Linked DNA regions of Sus scrofa: region 1 is linked to region 2. The links are chromatin contacts, called in public HiChIP or PLAC-seq maps. All regions are on one chromosome and are shown on one strand. Each heading gives the region's core, a stretch centred on a gene start, on an enhancer-like site or on the middle of the called end of the contact. The rest is flanking DNA. Distances are from core to core; before and after follow the strand shown.

Region 1 (2,700 bases), core at 130-2,629, 420 kb after region 2:
TATGGTGTGGCCCTTAAAAAAAAAAACAACAAAAAACCAAAAAAAAAAACCATTCTCACGAAGTCAAAATAGTTGTCTTTACTAGGAAGCTCCCAAGTGATCACTTGTCCCTTTTGCTGAGTGATAGAAGTTCCTTTTCTGATTTTCTTTTCTTTAGCCACCCAATAAATGGGGAGGGAAAGTTACATCTCATGCCCTCTACTCTTTATGACACTATATTCATGCCCCCAATTCTAACTATTAAACATCCCTCTCCAGTTAGGATGCCTCTATTTTCCCATCCTTCTTCTCTCTTAAGCCTCATGACCACTTCTCCAGTTTTTAACCTGATAGAATCAACTTCTATCAACCCAGCTCCCCTAAGTGAAATCAACCTCAGATCTACTCCCCTCCCCAACTTTTCTATTTTTATTACTAGTGCCTCCAGTACAGGCAAGAAACTTCAGCCGTCTCTGTCAACTACACATCAAATTATTCCATATCTGATGTAATTTTCCCAATCCTACAATGACCCTTATAGTTAGTTCACTTTCTTAAACCTCCTTGTCGAGAGGCTCTCTGAAAATATTCTCCTACTGTCTTCTGCCTCTTACTCCCTCAAAACTATCCTGCACAAACCTGCTAAAATAAGGTTAAAAAAAAATCATGTTCATTATATCGATCCTCTGCTAAATTCCATTAACTCTATCATCTAAATGTTAGCCAAACTTTCTTTGCCTATAAGCCATTTTTTTAATTCCCCTCTTCCCACTTCCTGTAAAAAGAGAATCTAGAGATGAAATTGACAGGATGTTTGGGGCACGACTGGGGTGGTGGGCAAAGGCAAAAAAATTTGGGATACAGACCGTCCGTTCGGAAAACCGACACAGAAGCTGAGTACGTAAAACGAGGAGGAGCACGGGAAGCCATCCCACATGCGCTCCATGCCTGGCTGGACGCGGTCAGCTCTACGGCTGTAGGCCGGCTACTCGCCCGCGGACCTCGCAAAGAGCTGACTGTGACAAGGTCACCTTCCGAGGAAAGGATCGGGGTGGGGGAGGGGAGGGGCGCGTCCCGGCTAGCCCGAACCCAAGGAGACCGGCGGTGACTCCGCGGGACCCAGGCTTACACGTTGCGCAAAAGTCTCTCCTGGCGCTTCAACGTTTCCCGCAGCTCTGCCAAACTCCGCTGACCCAAGTCCTCGGGAGGTTGGGGCTCGAAGCCGCGAGGCAGCGAGGACATTCTGCGGGAGCTGAGGCTGGCGAGGCGGCGGGCACTCGACGTCCGCGACAGCTCCCGCTGCGGGCGCCGGATCCGCGGCGGGCAGGGACTCCGGCGAATGAGCGGGAGTCGCCATTTTCCCGGAAGAACAGGGCTTCTTCTAGCCGAATCGAGCTTTATTGAAACGCCGGAAACAAACACGGACAGGGAGGAGGGGGTGGCCGGAGGGGCGGGAAGAGGCGGGAGTTGCGGTGAGACGTCACACGCCGGCCGGGCATGTTTGGCGTGGTCAGTCTGTTACCAGTTTCAGCTCTTCGCCTGTTTATTCAGAAAGTATTTGGTGAGTGCCCCGCTCCCAACTGTTAAGGTGTTTACCGCGTGGGGGAGAGGGTCAGATGCTTATCAGGTGACAGTCAAACAATATAATTGTACGATGGGCCCTGGCATCTGAGAAGTACAAGAGGAAATCTGAGTGATGAGTTACCATTGATAATGTTGGGGAATGTGCCGGATAGGGCATGGGAGGCCCCGGCCCATGGCGTGGCCCGCCTAGTCCGAGGTTCAGTGAAGTTAGCAGATATTAACGTTGGAAGAACCTTTAAGGACTACCAGCGTTTCTTAATGAGGCTCCGGCGTTTGGAGCAGGAGTCTTCTTTTGCGGCACTGAATTAGGCATTGCATATCTGGTATTTGGCTTCTGTGCATTAATTGCTTTAGCACTCCTGAGTCCTTATAACAGTACCAAACGCATCCCACCCACTACCATCCCCAGCACGCTCATACACACAATTCCAAAGGCCCGCAAGAGGTGATGGGGTGGGAGGTGCTGTACAAGCCAGTTGAGAACCTCTCACAATTCCGTATTTTCCTGCAGAAAAACAGACAAAAACTGATGTAAGTTTTCCCAGGGCATGAAACTAGTAAGTGACAACACCAGATATTAAACTCAAAAGCCCAGCTGCTCTACCACACCAGTTTGAAAATCTTCCAAACTGTAAGAAGGTGTTTTAAGCTGTTGAGGAAAGCAATGCAGTAAGCATCACATCTAGTGCTTAGCTTCTCTTAATAGTTAAGCTAGGAGGGCTGTTTCCCAAAGGAAATAGTAGGAAGCATGCTAGTCTCACAGCATACATCACTTGGGAGGTTTGAAAAACCCCATAACCTCCAACACCAGCCTCCCCCTTCTTTGATATGGAAAATTTACATTTTCTCAGTCTTTTGTAAGGTGATATGATAAACACAAGCAATTCCCTCCCAATCAGACAGAAGCTCTAAATAAAATCGGAAACTGCTTCAGGGTGCACAGTTGAAACCGTTTTTGTGTCCTTGTAATCTGGTCCATTCTGATCAGTTTTAACTAATGTATTAACATTCTCAACATAAGGCCTGCTTTTAAGCCCAAGGATTTCACTAACCTGCTCCAGCCCTGGCTAAGTGAGAAACATTTGAGTAAGGCCTTTATCAGTTAGCTGTCCCCTGGCAAGCTCCTGCAAAACCATC
Region 2 (2,700 bases), core at 54-2,553:
TTGGTCTTTTTTCCTTTTATAGGGCCCCTCCTGTGGCATATTGAGGTTCCCAGGCTAGGGGTCTAATCGGAGCTGTTGCCACCAGCCTATGCCAGAGCCACAGCAATGCAGGATCTGAGCTGTGTCTGCAAACTACACCACAGGTCACGGCAAAACTGGATCCTTAACCCACTGAGCAAGGCCAGGGTTCAAACCTGCAACCTCATGGTTCCTAGTTGGATTTGTTAACCACTGAGCCACGACAGGAACTCCTAAAGAACTTTTAATGTACAAAGTTTATGGGCAATTATCTATAATCTAAAGAAAAATAAAATTATTTGTTCCCGGAGTAGGGAATCTTAGAGCAGGTTTTTGTTGTTGGTTTTTAAAGTAAGTTATAATCAGCAGTTTCTGCACATGAAAATATACATTAAATTTTCTTATCACAAAGAGTTTGAACCCAGCTAAAAATTCAGGGTCCAGAAAATGCTGGATCATGCAGCAGGATGAAAGCCTACAGTCCATGCCACTTAAGTAAACCTTTCTAGTTTTTTATTAAAAGCTGTGCAAATGTCCAGACAAAATCCACCCTTCCTTTATATCTGGAAGGTTTTTTATAACTAAATAAAACTCTTTAGAGATTAGCTGGAGTTAAATAGAGGAGGGGAAAATGAAATAAACTCAAACTGGACCATTGCACAATACACAGTTTCTACCTAATATATTAATGCAATACCAATTTAGTAAAAATCAAGTGATCTGACAACACAAACTTTGCCAAACTCCTGTGATATTAAGCTATTTCTTGGCATCCATATTTATTGACTGTCAATACTTCAAGTCACTAAATCACCTCAATGTTTGTGTTAAACAAACTCGAGTATAAAGCAATTAACCAACCAAGAAAAATTTCTAACAGCTGTCATTTAATTACAAAGCCATCCTAGAGCCCAAGTAGATCCCTGAAATGAAGAAGGTACTTCATGCCCTCTCTTCCACTCTCATCCCCCTTTGTGGATAAACGAATTGAGTAAACAGAAACCTCAAAGTTACGGCCACCAAGCAGCCAAACAGTCTGGAAGTAACTTACTATTTCCTGGAAGACATGAGTCTAATGATGAACTTAAACAATGGTAAAACTCTTTACCACCAGGAAGGTTACAAGTGAGGCGTTTTTGGGTCAGAATTCAGGAAATCAGAAAGTACTTACAATCATTATAAACGTGCCCAAGAACTCGGAGAGCATTTCTTTAGCTAAGCTGTTCTTCAAGACCAGTCTCTGCTTCAAGCTTTTTTTCTTTTGTTCCATCTCAGGCTGCATCTTGGGTCTTCTCCAACGACCACTGTTTTCTGCTATACCTGCCTCTGGTCCCTACTTCAATGGCATATGAAATAGAAGTTTTGACAGCTACTCACTGATTCCTGGAGGTGCTTCCAGCTACTCACGAGATTCACTGGGTGTCTAAATCCAGTTCCAATTAGAGCCTGTGGCTCTAATCCTCTTGTGGTGAAATCATTATCCCCCGTTTGCTGCTGTTTATTTGAAATGACGAATTAGAACCTGAAATTCCCAAAACAATCCTTTTTGTGCCTGATGGATTAATCATTACCTTTATTCTCAAAGTATTTTTTTCTCTGTTGGGTTTTTTTTTTTTTCTTCAAGAGATGAGAAAAGAGATGTGTTGGTTGTGTTGCCAAACCACAGCGATGGGCTCTAGTCCAGGAGAGATTTACATATTGCACAATTGCAAGCTTCTGATTTTTTTTCCCTCTATTTAAAAGTGGTTGTTTGAGGTGTAGTTTGGAATTGTCTAATACATTCAGCGTAAGCTTTCTTTTCTGAAGGAAATTTCATGCAAACTGGAGAACACGAAGAAAATATAAACGTGTTGTTCTACAAGATTAATCCCTTTTGTTTTCTCCCAGTAACATTTCTGTGATTTAAGGACACATCCTTTAAAAGTGTTAAGAAACACTGCATTCATTCTGGAGGTGAAGAAATTAACATAGAGAGAGACCTTTACAAGTTACCCAACCAAGTCTGTAGGATGGGTCTCCTCCTCTCTTACTGTACTGAGGGTTCATCTGCAAATAGTTTGGGATCAAGAATCAGAAAGACAGACGGAGTTCCTGTCACAGCTCAGCAGAAACAAATCTGACTAGCATTCATGAGGAAGCAAGTTCGATCCCTGGCCTTGCTCATTGGGTTAAGGATCTGGTGTTGCCATGAGCTGTGGTGTAGGCCAGTGGCTACAGTTCCGATTTGATCCCTAGCCTGGGAACCTCTATATGCCACAGGTGCAGCCCTAAAAAGACAAAAAAAAAAAAAAAAAAAAAAAAAAGAATCATAAAGACAGAGAAGCCAATTTCTTAAGAAGCATTCCTGTTTGGAAACCAAGTTGCTCTCCTTCATTTACTGTGAAGTATTTAGGCAAAATATCTAGCAAATAAACAATAGTAACTTGAAAGTCTATGCTGCTTGGAGATCACTGAACCAGAAAGAGGTCAACCTGAGTATATGCCACCCTATTTAAAAAAGCAAGGGGGTAACTATATCTAAACCAGGCTCCTAGGTTCTTTCTTTTAAGTTTGATGAATTAACCTCCTTGTAAGCAACAATCTGTGTTTAGGACTTGCTTCACACCATGTCAAATATTCAACCCTTGTTTTTCAAAACTGGTTGGTAGGAAGAAGTGGAATCCAGCAGTTGTTTCTGAATAC

What was found. HiChIP or PLAC-seq counts read pairs in DNA pulled down with a chosen protein or histone mark.
Region 1: a contact with region 2 is called in an H3K27ac HiChIP or PLAC-seq map of alveolar macrophages. The contact joins the promoter of POLR2M here to the promoter of AQP9 in region 2.

Annotation. Positions count from the first base shown.
Region 1 is chr1:114,265,483-114,268,182 of Sscrofa11.1, forward strand. It overlaps POLR2M (protein GRINL1A), which reads right to left and starts at 1,380. Exons shown (of 4, transcript XM_005659563.3): 1 at 1,109-1,380. The coding sequence starts at 1,221. It overlaps LOC102160652 (a long non-coding RNA gene), which reads left to right and starts at 1,205. Exons shown (of 4, transcript XR_300957.3): 1 at 1,205-1,540.
Region 2 is chr1:113,847,149-113,849,848 of Sscrofa11.1, forward strand. It overlaps AQP9 (aquaporin 9), which reads right to left and starts at 1,304. Exons shown (of 6, transcript NM_001112684.1): 1 at 1,190-1,304. The coding sequence starts at 1,300.